Regions from separate parts of the Xenopus tropicalis genome. Here region 1 is linked to region 2. Evidence: chromatin contacts called from public Hi-C data. All regions are on one chromosome and are shown on one strand. The core of a region is the stretch at or near the end of the contact, and the rest is flanking DNA. Distances in the headings are between cores, read along the strand shown.

What was found. Hi-C and Micro-C count contacts between places; a contact is called where the count stands out from the background.
Region 1: a Hi-C map of gastrula embryo shows a contact between it and region 2, with 2.2 times the contacts expected there. The contact joins two enhancer-like sites. A contact is called at or near these places in 3 of 5 Hi-C or Micro-C datasets (gastrula embryo, neurula embryo and tailbud embryo).

What each region holds. Positions count from the first base shown.
Region 1 is chr5:32,965,971-32,972,860 of UCB_Xtro_10.0, reverse strand. All of the region lies in intron 21 of ehbp1 (EH domain-binding protein 1), which reads left to right. Among named protein-coding and RNA genes, the nearest start is that of otx1, 52 kb to the right of the region's middle. Within about 2 kb of position 5,225, at least 2 of the 11 cell types and tissues checked have an H3K27ac peak or open chromatin away from gene starts, as enhancers often do. A contact at or near this core is called in gastrula embryo, where this site is marked.
Region 2 is chr5:32,795,424-32,803,232 of UCB_Xtro_10.0, reverse strand. The region is part of intron 7 of wdpcp (WD repeat-containing and planar cell polarity effector protein fritz homolog); the gene reads right to left. Among named protein-coding and RNA genes, the nearest start is that of wdpcp, 33 kb to the right of the region's middle. Within about 2 kb of position 2,577, at least 4 of the 11 cell types and tissues checked have an H3K27ac peak or open chromatin away from gene starts, as enhancers often do. A contact at or near this core is called in gastrula embryo, where this site is marked.

The DNA of each region.
Region 1 (6,890 bases), core at 3,976-6,475, 170 kb before region 2:
ATTTTATTGTCAGTTTAATGCCCCTTAGAGTCATTGGGGCAGTTTAAAGTAAAAGTGATTCAGTGGAATCTGTTATTATCCAAGTACATTTTTCTACTGTAAAACCAAACCTATCTCTGTGCATTCAATAGAATTGTTTTGCCTCCAATAAAGGTTCACTATATTTTAGTTGGGATCAAGTATAAGTACTGTTTTATTATTAAAGAGGATAAGAAAATATGTTTTACAGTTTTAAAATACTTCATTAAAAAGGAGTCTGTGGGATATACACGTCTCATAATTCAGAGCTTTTTTGTATTTTCCAGATAATAAATCTGCACTGCAGCAGTTTTGCCACACTCTGTGAATTAAATTCTAGATCGCTTTTACATTGTATGCAATGTGGGTGCAAGGTTTCTAATGGGTGTTAGTGCTCAGCCCTAGAGCCCAGCAACACTGAGCAATACTACCACATAGAACAGAAAAGCATTTGACTACTCAAAGCATTCAAACTCATTCTAATGACCTGACACAGGTAATAGCTTTGATACATTTGTTAAAGACTGTCAGTAAGAAGCCAAGAAAGTTAAATAAAATTGATCTAGAAGGTTGCCCCAGTTTACTATAATAAATATATATTATTATATATAAGATAGCTTAACAGACAAAAGAATAATTCACATCCACAGTACTTTTAATAATAAATCCTTTTTTATTATTCTCCTTCTATGCTGAACAGAAGGGCCGGACTGGCAGTATTTGGATTCTGGCAAATACTAGAGGGGCTGCTATAAGATGCCATAGACACTCACTGTTTATTGGGCCTGTGGGTGGCAGTTTGGGCCTCTGTGTACTTGGAATGACAGGCCTGGCTAACAGGTACAGTTGTACTTTCTAGCTCCCTGATGCACATTGTGAGAAATAAACTATGACGTATGGTTCTTTAACGTTTAAAAAAAAAATCAGCCGGGAAGTGCACCCTTCTCTATTTACATAGTTCAATGCATAAGATAGTTGGATCATGACTAATTTTAATAGCTACATTAAAAAATACATCTAACATCATTCTTAATTAGAATAATCTCTAAAGCCAGTTAAATGTTTCAGCAGACAAACAGTTTAATTAGCTAACCTACAGAGGCCCCCCCTCCCCCCCACATGTGCAGTAGCCTACCACTTGGTGTTAGCCTTTCAAGCATTCTTAAACAATCCGATGAAAAGGGATTTTAGGGAGATTAGAGGACGGGGATGCTTTAGACGTTGTCCGTTAATCGTAAGATATGCAGCATCCACCAAGTTTCATCAAGAAACGAGCATTTAAATAAAGAGACGGAGAAGGGGGGAAAACAATTTTGATTATCTAGTTAGCATGAATTACAAGCTGTAATGTTGAATGATAAGGCGCATTAAATAAATGTATTCTTTTAATTGTCTGCACAGGCAGAAGTACATGCAGGGGTGTACCAGCAAGCAAGTGATATACCAGATTAACATTCTGAAAAGGACAATGTTTTTTTTCCCAGGGATGAAGCCTTTTGTCGGGCAATTCCAGGGTGCTGCACGATTTTAAGGAGGCCAACTCAAATGCCTTAACCCCTTTATAGGAGAAGTGGCCGACTACACTTATATATAGCTCTTATATCCTTGCCATTACCCATTAGTCTTCTTACTATGAAATCATGGAGAATTCCTAGATTGTTCAGTTTGTAAATATTACTAATTTTACATTCACTTGGAATCAAATGGGCGCATGTTAACTTGATTTTAACTATATTTGATCTGTTTTAATGTTTATTTGTAACCCAAATCAGAATTTGGCGCTATTTTATTACAGCCCTACAGGGGTAAAAGAGAGAAATTGGTACTTTGCTAAATGTTATCTTTTGCACATTCGAATAATGCATCTCCCAGAAACTGACCCTTGTTTTCGTTAGCTGTAAGAGCTCCACATCTTGTTTTTATAGGTGAAATCATTTCAAATAAATACCTACGGGTTTAAATACATGTACTTTTGTATTTTACAGTATAATTTTATATGATTCCCTAATGAGAAAATATTTTATAGTGAGCAGCTTTAGGTCTAAGTCTTCTGCAAATAATGGAATCTAAAAGAGAAAAATCTAAAAACCAATTTTATGAGACCTGTCCATAGAAATCAGTGGATAGCACTCTATTCACCCCACATTTGTCTATATATCCTGCAGCTTTGCCATGAAGGCCTTCTCCTACAAACAAGGTTATGCATATTTGCAGGCCCAAACACTGATTATACAGAGAGGGGATGCACACATCCATTGTGCTAATGGACTTTATAAAAGTAAACTTTTAGTCACTTTACATATTTTCTTTTTATTCATGCTGATACCAAGTCATTTCTGCCACCTGCATTTGAGGCAATGTAGCGTGAGCAACAAAACATACTGTATGCTATTAGCCTATAGTACATGTGATGATTTCCAGCATTTTGCCACCTGCGGCCATTAACAGGTCATAAAGCAGAGGCCAAATGCTAACCTCCCATTCATTTCTATGGTGATAGTCATTTAAAAATGTGGCAGTCACATTATAAATTGACACTGGCATGACCAGTGCACTTATGGTTGCAGGCTATTGCAGTAGAAGATTTGGTGATGGTGGGGGTATTCCCAGAATTTGGTCCTCCTCTCCCAAACTGTAAATACCCATTGGCAATGAATTTGCCGTTTTCATTACTTTAAAATAACATCCCTGGTGTCTTACAGGTTTTTGGCACTTTATTAATTTAATTTTGCTTATGTAAGGATGAATTTTTGAACAGAGTATACGCTTCCCCTAAAGAGCAAGAGAAAGGACAAGATGGATGTAGGAACTTCTTTTATTTCACAAAGACAGGCATTTGACACCTTTTGACACCTTCATTGGTTTTACAGCGTTTGACACGTGCCTCTGTTGATTTTTTTTATTGGGAACACTGTACTACTCTGATGGGCAACTGGTTCACTTGAACCCCACCTACAACTATAGTCACACAAAGGCAAGTTGGGCCAAACCATTTATTAAGTACTCACACCTCACTGAGAGAGACCTATAAAACTCCCAGTATCCTGTTAGGTATTTACACCTTAGTTAGTAAGGCAATCTCTAATTTTCCTAATAGTGCTTATATAATATCCCCTTTACCCTCAGACATTGTAGCTTGCATAGGGATCTTTTCCCTACCCAGTCACAATTGGGAACTACTGTTGCTGCAGCAGTTTTCCATGAGAACATGTCATCATCAGACAAATGTCTCACCAGTCTGATAGAGTGGATTGTTAAGGTGAAGCACATCTGTCACCATAGCCATAAGCATCCTTTAAAATAGAGCTGAGGCAAGAGACAGCCAGGTAACAAGTGTAGTGCAACCACAGGGTGTTGGACTATATTGTGTATGTCTGTACATGTCTATATCTGTGCACATCCATACATTTGCATAGTGATTTTGTGTGGAACTTCCCCAAGGCGTGGGTGCCTTGCAGTACCTTTACTATAATGGGACATTGTAATGGGTGTCATTAACAGAGATTCACTCGGTTGCCTTATATATCCCTCCTCTATTCTTACCTTGTCTTTAAAGAAACAAGTAAATGTTGCTTCTTTCTTAATAAACATAAACACAATTATTGACCTTTGAGCTGCTTTTAATGCCTTTAGGCCATAGAGTGGTTAGCTATTTTGCTAAATGCATTGAATTCACAGGCTTATTCATGTGGTTAAATGTTTTTGTATAGTCAACAAACAAAAGTACTTGCTAGTGATCTTTAAATTTTAATTGGACATTATAATGCAAAAATATGGATTTAAACAATTGGTAATATCTATGACTTGTTGGGTTAACAAGAAAGAGATGCATCATTCTAATGTTAGTGCCTGGTAAAGGCAAGCAAGCTTTCTGCCATCTTGGCTATATGACTACATCGGTACTCTGTAGGTTTTGGATATCTGGGTCAAATAAAATATAAACCATATAACATATTTTTAACATAAACCTCATTTTGTAATAGGGTGTATATATTATTTTAATTATTGTGGAGGAGTGACCATATTTAGCATCCCGCAAATATAATAAGGAATATCCCGAAAATGGGTTAAATCCATGCAGTGATCCAGGGCTATGGTTTTTTTCTTAGGGAAAATCTTGGCAGCCTGAGATTATGGCACCGACTAACAAATGGCATTGTCTGCTAACTGCATTCTCTCTGTCCTTTTCATGTATTAAACAAAGAGCTCTTAATGAGATCTATCAAACCAGCAGCCCTTAGCCATTGCGAACTGCTTACAGTGGTTTGACTGAGGATCTCTGCGCTTGTCACTCAAAGAACTGGAAGGCTGCAAGTTATATATTTGTTGTGGTTCGCTCTGTATGAGCTTGTTCATTCTGCATGTAGGGCAGTACAGTAATACATGCATACATGGTGATGATGGCAATTCTTTCTTGGAATTGGTGATGTGATTGGTTTTCGCCAAATAGGGGGCAGCAGATTCCTATCCACAAATCTTGTTCATGAGGTTCTTAGAAAGGGGGAATATGGAGGACAGTTGTGTTGTGCAAGTAGCCATTTGCACAGGTTGGGAATGTTCTGGCATGCTCTCTTGATTATACCTTTTTTATACTAACTGGTTTCAAATATATAATACAGATTATGTGTTAAAAAGTAAAAATGAAGCAAGTTCATGAATTTCAGGGTCATGGAGCAAATAAAATAAAAATTTACCATTTTTATTTGAGCTCCTTCATTTAGAAAAGGTGCACAAACACTGTCTGAACCATCAGAAATGAATATACTGTAAATGTATTTATTTTGCACAGACATACTTGATTACACAGACTGAAAGAAAACCATAATACAGTGAAGGACCATAATGGTTTTATATTCTATATACAGTAAGCCCAACTAAATGAGCTCAAAAAGGAGGGATATTTTCAAGGAATGGCACTAAAAATACAAAGAAGATATTCTCAAGCATATGTTCTCCACTGTGTGATGTGCAATATTCCTGCCTGTCTAGGGCCCCCAACAAACGCTCTCTCCCTGTCTCATTCCCCCTTAAATACATAGTTATTGAGCAAATGATGTTCACACTGACTAATTGTGTGGGGGGAGAAATGATTATTTAATTGGTGCATTGAAATGTTAACTGAAACAAACCTAGCATGCAAGAGAGTTTAACGGGTGCAGTGTTGCACTAATGTCTGCATTCACTTGCAAAGCAGTTAATTAGGGCACTTAGGTAGTTCATTTGCTTTTGCATTGATGTGCTAAGTCAAACAAGATGACTCTGTTTTTTGCATGTGGGTGCTTACGTTGAAGGCTGGATTTTACACATTTAATAGAGTGATACTTTGTCTAAGGGCAGGGTAATGCATTTATACATACATATTCTTATTTGCAACAAACGGAAAGATCTTCCATCCTATTTTCTCATGACAAAGCTTCCCTCCATCTTATTTTAATTACAGTTAGCTGTGAACTGAGGCAGCTTATATGTAAATCCCTGCTTCATCTAAATGAATCCTTGTGAAATTTAGATTTTTTAGAATTTAGAAATTACTAAGAACTATCCCCTGGGATCATATGATGTACGGTGCACACAAACAAACCAAGGGCACTCATATAGGTTGGGTTACATCAGCCAATTAATGGACAGAGCTCTGTCTTTTACTCCCACACTACTTCCTGTTACAGTTAGAGCTGCATCATTTCCTGTCAGGTGATCTCTGAGGGACCACACAGCCCATCACTAAATGGTGGCTCAAAAGAAAATATATAAAAGGGCAATATATATATATATATATATTGCCCTTTTATATATTTTCTTTTGAGAAATATATATATATATATATATATATATATATATATATATATATATATATATATATATAAAATGTAGGATTGGGGAGCACACCTTCAAAATTTCAATACCTGGGTGCTCGAGCTAAAAGTTTTAGACAAATAGAGAGAATGTCGGCACTCGCAGGGTTTCCACATAAGGACAAAAAAATAAACGGTTTTAAATACAAACGGTGTTGTTTATTCTTTCCAACGTTTCAGTCCTGTACTCGGACTTTCCTTATGTGGAAACCCTGCGAGTGCCGACATTCTCTCTATTTATATATATATATATATATAATATTTATGTTCCAGTTTGGTAATATTCTTTAATTGTCCTCTTAACATGATATAAACTGTTTAAGTATTCATTCTGAGGGTATAGTTTTCCTTTAGTTGAACTCTATATTCTTGCATTAACCATTAACCTGTGACTAAAAATGTTCTAAAGGCACATTCAAGATTGTTTCAATGACAAAAAAGTCCTCAGCATTTTGGGAACTTGGTACTTGGTACAAGAAGATGATTGGTGGACTTGTATCCCTTTTAGGCAACTGCCACTCAGTGTGATTGGGGGCGCATTTTAAACATTTGTTCCCACACCCATAAAGCTACAAAGCACCTGGATGACAGAATTCTGAAAATTGCCTTATGTGCTTTTATCCTGATGGAGAGATGAGAAAGAGATCATGGAATTGAGCCCATAACATTTTTTTGCACATGTTCTTCTAATGCCACTTTTAAGACCCCACTTACTTTTAGGAAATGTCCAATACTAGTAACTACCAACAAAAAAGCACTTGATCCATTTGAGATACAAAGTGACTCCTAAGTTAATTAAGCAGTTAATTGTGCTTAGGATCTTGTATAGAGAAGCTGGAGTCTTTTTGTTGAATGGTTTCAGTAGCACAGCCCATATTGTGGACCAACTTCCTGATACTCCACAGTTTCTTTCTCTGGATTAGATAAGTGTTTCATATAAGAAGTATATGAGGCAGACTTAAGATGGCCATACATTGCAAGATCTGCTGGTTTGATGAGGTCAATTATTTCTGATAAGCC
Region 2 (7,809 bases), core at 1,328-3,827:
TCCCTATAGGTGACAGAACAAGAGAAGGCCCATGTTTAATTGGGACATTAATAATGCACAACACCATATGTTCGGAGGCTTCATGAGAACCGTTCTTTTTGCCTTCCAGCCTTTACCTCTTTTGCTTCATACCCACTAATTCTTAATACACAGTCACGCTTTCAGCCAATTCAGTAATTTTAGGATAAGACCATTTCCGATGACCAGATAAGGCACATCATTATTTATGCCAGAGACACTTCCATTGCGAAAGAAACGGTGTGAATGTGTATTTGCCGTTGTCTAACAAGCTTGATTGTTTGGTATAATTAAGTGATAATGAATGGGAGTTGCAAAGCATGGATGAATGATCTAAGATGACGACAATTACTGATGGATTCAGCCTCAGGTAATTATGGTGACCATGCATATTAGGTTACCGCAAGCTAATTATAACTCCCACACAGTATCCAAATTGCTAATAAGTAATTTAAAACACATAATTTGCTCCTCACCCTTCTGTCTAGCCGCAAAGTTCCATGGCAAGGGCTCCTGGAAGTTGTACTTCATTGGCTAATTAGAAACGACTTGCAAGCGAAAAATATACAGCGGGCATCTAATAAAAAATATTTTTAAATTGCACCTGTAAACCTAGTTTAGAATCATGCAAATCACTATAATAAGTAAAATACTAGATCTCTGCTAATGCTCTTTTTCCCAGGCTTGAAATGTTAGGAAAGGCAAAGACTGTCCAAGTTATGGGTTAGGCAATCGAAAAGCAGAATTTTTATAGGGTTCAACTAACTTTTTTATTATTCATTATCAAAGCCAAATTCCAAGTCATTAACTAAAATCATTTTACTGTGAGATCTATCATGGAATGCTTGGAACATGGGCTTTTCCAGATAAGGGATCTTTCAGCGTAGCACCATTCTTTAAAGCTACAAAACATTTTAAAAAACCCAACAGGATCACTGTGCCAACAGGGATTTATGTAGCTTAGTTAACACCCAATACAAAACTTTCTACATAAAATCAGTTAAAAACCCTGTACTATTCCTGAAATAACAAGTTACTCTTCACTATAGCTCTGCAGTCTGTGTCTCTATATGGAGCTTTGTATCAGAGTTGGATGAGACAGATAGCCCTGATATATTGTCTAGGCAAAGAAAGCACACTCCAATAATTGTGACTTAAATTATTAAGCAAATTTGACTCCGGCTCCTGCAATAAATTGACAGAGACTGCCGAGAGAAGGTTACTGAAGAGTATAGGTGTCAGAACTGTGGTGGATCCAAAACATTTACCTTGGGTTTCTGACTTTCAATGCAAGTATGTGGGCAGCATTAAAAGCACTCAAGTATGGCCTGCACAGCACTTACCCCAAGCAGAATCAATTTTTAACTAATTACATTTCATATTATTGTGAGATGAGGCATATATTACATTTTAATGATGGCACCCCTTTAAGCTTATACTACATAGATATAGATTCTGCTCAAACACTGTACTTATGAAGTATATTGTACTGTATCTGGAAGCAGGTAAATTGCCGACTTTTATGAATTTTAAATTGATAAGATGTCTGTTTCCCAAAACAGGGGCATCTGTAAAAAACATTTTAGTTATTCCAGTGCAAGTTGAATGTGAAAAATACAGAGAAAATACTAAAGAGAAACTTGCTGTGTTACTGTGAACAGTAAACCAATACGGGCACCACTCCAGCTTTACAACCAGTTAGGGGAAATCGATAATTTTAACCATAAATGAGTTTAGCCCATTTTAGACCCAGCACTGCAAGAATACAGATTCAAACTGAAGTGTGGGCACACTTTCTCTCTTGTTGGTGGACCATGTTAATATGGTAAAAATTATTTTTTCCAATATTTGCATAGTATATGTTAACTTACTCATGCCACTGGAAACACCACTGGAAAAACTCCAGAATAAATGAATAATAGAAAGGCTAATATGTAAAGTGTGTAGGTTTCAGAAGGGGGAATTTTCTACGGTACTAATTTTGTATTATTTAATATGATCTCCCTGAAGTTGCTTGCTGGGGCATATAGGCCCCCTAGCGCTCATGACCTGTGCAAAACTTTGCTATATGCCAATGGTTGCCTAAATAAGCTCACAGAGATTTGGGGCTAATGACTGGAAGTGTATGGGTCTGTGGGCAACACCCCTCCAGACCTAGGAGGATGCACTGGAAAACCACCAAACCACTGAATGTTTTAATTCACCTTCCCATTGCCTCCCAACCCTGGGGCATGTGTCCATACCTTGCCTACCCCCCATGACAGTATGGGATCTGTAAACCTGTTTAAGAAATTGCTTATTTTGGGTGCCATTAGTCCTTGTTATATATGTGTGTGTTTGTGGCCTTATACATATTTATGTGTTATACACTGTATGGGGGAGTTGTATTGATTACAGAGTCAGTTTTCCAGGTAATTTATATTCCAAGTCACACCCAGACTCAAAATATACATATCAAAGGATTTTCCTGTGAATTGTAGTTGGGCTGTATGTCTCCTACAGTAGTTATAAAACTAATTTCTGCATGCAAGAAACTCGCTCAACAGGATGTGGACAATGGGCAAGTTGGGAGTTTTATTATTCTCCATCTGATGAGTTGGGATGTTAGCTGTGGGGGCAGCCTGTGAGGAGATGGGGCAGTGTGTGGCGAGGGAGCATAGGAGGACAGCACATGAAGACTGGAGATGGGAGAAAGAGCCAACAGATGACCCATAGGGAAGCTATGAGGGCCTGATGGAGAGAGAGAAGATGACCACCATGTTTTCTTTCACTTTGTTATTGTTGGTAACTATGATGTAGACTAGGCATTAATCCTTAATTGTAAATATCGTTTTAGTTTTATCACTTAATTGTAACAATCTCTTGATTATTCAATACATTCACTTTTGTATACACTTATTGGTGTGGAATATTTGTCTGCTTTCTCAAAAGAACCGTAACCCTAGTAAGAGGGGTGAATAATATTATTAATATGAGATCCAATCTGAATTACAGGAAAGCCATCTCCCATAAGTTCATTTAAAGCAAATCATTTAATTTTCTATTTCCCTTTTCTCTGTAATAATAAAACTATCTTGTACTTGATTCCAATTAGCAATATTCCATATTGGTGGCAAAATAATCCCAGGGTGTATTTAATATTGAAATGTTTTTTATTAGCTTTAAAGTATAGAATTATAGAAAACCCTAGGTCTGAAGCATTCTGAATAATAGACCCATACCTGTACTAGGCAGTGCCTTGCCTGTAAATTAGGAAATTAGATATATGTATTAATATATTCACAAGGTATATATATATTATAGATTACAGATTTTTTGTTTAATAAACTGTTTCATTTTTATACTTTACCGTGAGTGCTTTCTAAGAGACTATATATATATATATATATATATATATATATATACAGTTCAAAATGCACAGCACTCACGAAATAAATGGTTACCGATTGCCTGGGTGCAGTCCTCATTGGCGTAGACAGATCCATTTTCAACTACTATATATATATATATATATAGAAAATAATCATCTGTGGCCAGCACACCCTTCAATGTTTCATCAAAAAAATTTTTTATTGCAGATATATTGTTAAAACCAACGTTTCGGTCCTTGTTAGGACCTTTCTCAAGGATAAAAAACAATAGTGCATCACATCACATCTAAATACCTGTGTACCCTAGCATGTGAAATTAGGTGCCCAATCTCACATGCTAGGGTACACAGGTATTTAGATGTGATGCACTATTGTTTTTTATCCTTGAGAAAGGTCCTAACAAGGACCGAAACGTTGGTTTTAACAATATATCTGCAATAAAAAAAATTTTTGGATGAAACATTGAAGGGTGTGCTGGCCACAGATGATTATTTTCTATGCATACATAATTTTGGCTAAGCACCCCGCAGAATATTGAGCCTTGGAGTGCGGACACCATTTGGATTGATATATATATATATATATATATATAAAATGCCATTTATTAGATCATGAGTCCCCCTCTTCCTTCCCAAAAAAGTTTTTGTGAGGCACATTAATAGAATGGAAGGATTCCATTATGCAGGGGGATTATCCATGCACTGGTAATTTAATTATCTATCTCACAAGGGACAAACATGGAGTAGCTTTAATTTTCCTTCTTGGCTCAAGAAATAATAAAAAACATAATTCTTTTGTAAAACAAAAAAAGGCAAAATATGTGTTCAGCAAAAGTCCTATATGTGATATATCTATATGTCAAAGCTATATAAATAAAAATGATACAATGCTAGGCAATGATATATTTAAATGTCCTTCCCTATTGTTTGTTTTGGAAAAAAAAAATCATTATTGACACATCTGCTATTCTCTTTTATAAAGCAGTACCTTGTACTTAGTTAACTGATCTGCTTTACTTTTTTTTTTTTTTTTTTTTTTTTTTTTAAATTTCAGCACTTTAGTAACTTTACTGTAAAAATCCATTGTTAAAAAACAGGTTTGTTAAGACTTCCACTTGAATATTGTATTCAGTTTTAGATACTTTGTCTACATACATAAGAATACTAAAAAGAAGGCTCATTGTATAAATAACAAATAATCAGGGATTATCGAAACCCTAAAATACAAATTGATATAAATGTATTCAGTGGTCATCAGAGTACTTTTGCAGTTTATATTATCAGTTTTAAACTGCTGATAGGCTTTCAGCTTAACACCTCTTTGAAAATCTAAGCGATAGAAACCCTAACTTTCTATGCACTTTTTAGGCACTTCATTTATTCTATTAACCCTAGGGCTCTCATATAGGCTCTCATATGAGGACTCTCAGTTGAGCCAAAAGCCTGGTATTAGCAAAAAATACCACAGAAACCTCTAAAAATAAAAAAAATGTAAACTGCAAAAGTGTTCAGGAAAGCACAGAGTAAGTTTATATCAATTCCTTTTTTGGGTTTGACTCCTCATAATTGGCATCCAATGAAAACGACCCTTGTGTGCATGACAACATTATGTAATGATGTATGATGTAAATATTAAACAATCTCTGTAAAAACTCTGCAAAATATGTATTTTAAATTAAATATAAGTTAAAAAGAGTTGCTGAATTTGCCATTTCTGGATTCTACACAAAATATTTGGCTGAATTCTGAACCAAATCTAAACCTTAATTTGAATTGAATAGTTGTAATTTCAGGGCCCACTTTAGGGGGAAGCCACACGGGGCGATTAATAGCCAAAAAAGTTGGTTGTGGCGACCAATTGTGGCAACTTACCCATCATAGATTTCTATATAAGTCAATGCGACTAATTAAGCGCCATTTGCACTGCACAAATTAGTCGCTGCAACCTTTTAAAAAGTCGCGCCTATTAAATGCTGCATATGTCTTTGCCCATACTGGCAACTTTTCACAAACTGCATTACCCTGTAATATTTAGAAATATTCTACACAGCCTTTTAATATCATTTATATTTGAATTTGCACTTACATTTACAAATCTACAAGAACATCGGAGGCAACTATAATTAAAGGGTATCTCCATTGCAAAAATGTCTTACTAATAAAGGAAAATAAAGGAAAAATGTCTTAATAATAAAAGAATCCAAAGCAATTGTCTGCTGTCCCTTCAAAAAATTTTCAAGGTTTTAAAGTAATTTGTAAATAAAATTGCAGGTTAAAATAGTATTTATTACATTCTGTTCTATGGTTCTGGTAACAGAAATCAGTTCTCATGCAAATCTGTTCATTAGCTGCATCTGCTGCAGTGTCAGAACCAGAAATACTGTATACCTGCAAAGCAGTCAGACTAGGTCAGAATAAGGTGGGTGGCCTGTGGGCACCCTTTAGCTGCAGGTGGGTAGTTGTACACATCTACTTGGGGTCAAAGAAAAATCTACTTTGTCCTGGTGAAAACGATTCCCCATGTGACATCACAGGTCAGGTGTAGCAGTACAGGGAAAAGAATGCGGGTAAGCAGGTGCAGGACAGGGAAAATTGGGTATGGTACCGCAAGGGCTTTATCCTAATTTTCTAAAGTATAGTGGGTGATTCCTGGAAAAAAGATATATGATGGCTTACATTAAACAGACTCTAGGCCAGCAAGGGGAAATATTTTATCAGTATCATACACTGCGGGAATAAATTACCTTATTCAAGTGGGACCCCTATCTCCCCAACTCCTTCAACAGAGCTAAAGGTTTGCCAGTGTCAGAACGGTGTGAGCATAGAACTTAACAGAGAGACTTGTAAATGTGTAGCTTCTAGATTAGCATCAAAAATCAGAAACAAATCCTACTCTGATTTAAAAAAAAAAAAAAACTTTAAAAATTATTTTTAAAAAATATATTTTTTTAACATGACATTTGATCTAATTTATGTAACAGTGCAAAAAACTTTTTGTCCTTATTCTTGCACTGCTAGTATGCCCCCTACATCCAAATGGGGTGGGCAAGAGTTGGGCATCCTCTGTAACACCCGCCTTCTAAAGTGTGCAGCAGTTGTATATCTGTGCTACTAATAACTTTGGATTTTGGTCAAAAGGATCTGACTGCAGAACCATTCCCCGTGTTGCAACTGGCACTATGTATTAACAATATCAGCTGGCTTGTCGACTGGGCGGGCAAAAAATTGTAGTCTGCCAACACATGTCTTCTACCACATGAGGGCCGATTCACTAAAGTGCGTTAAAACGTGCGGTATTGTTAGCATGCGTTAAAAATTTTATCGCGTCTAATTTTTCGCGTCTTAACGCACGATTCACTAAAAGGATACTTGCGTTAATTTAGACGAAAGCTGCTTGTGTTATTTAAGTCGCGAAGACTATTTTTGTGCGGTATTTGATGGAATGCGCACTAATAGTCGCCGCGTGCGAAAAAAACACACACCATATTAGCAATACACGGCATTACTTTCGTAAAAATTACCATTTCCTTGCAAACTGGAGGCTGCATCACTCTAGGGCCAACACAGACTTGAATAAATAACACTGAAAAGTCCTTATTTTATTGCCAAAAGCTCATTAACTGTACTTTTCTATAATTACTGCCTGTTAGGTGTTATTTTTCGCACAGACAAATGATGTTTGTGAATCATGCATTAGTATTATTTCTGCGTGCAAATTGACACATACGGTAGCACGGAATTCAACGCATGCAATATGCGACTTAACGCACACGATAATACTTTAGCGAATCGCGCGTCAATTTTAACACAAAAAAGCATACGTTATCGCACTTTAGTGAATCTACCCTATGGTGCATAAGCAGATGAGGAAGTAAAGAGAAGAGCAATGGCTACTTTTTACTTTATGCCAATCCATTCATTCAGGCCACAGATACAAACTAGCAGGATATTAAAGGTGGTCATACCATGTATGAGCCTTGGTACAGTATTAGTCTGTTCACAGAGCAGGCTGATTGGTTGGATGCCTTATAGGATTGGCCCATGCATGGCAGCCTTTAGATACATGCACAGCTGCAAGGTTTGGAAATATGACTAAACCTAGAATGACATTACCATAAACATTATTAATGTTAAGAAACTATTCCCACAAGGCATGTAGAACCTAAATAAGTCCTGCAAAAGGAGGAACTTTTATAGAGACTGATGCTTTTTAACCTCTCTGATGACAAGCAGGTACTTTCACTTTATTACCACAATGTAAGACGACTGAAAAGATAGCAGATATTCAGTTGGCGTCCTGGTCTGCAAACACTGACACAATCCTTAGGCAAATAAGCGGTTGATTTTACTCTCAGTTATAATTGAGAACAAGTACACAAGAGTGTATGCATTCCATGGCATATGAAAAAATTGAGCAGAAG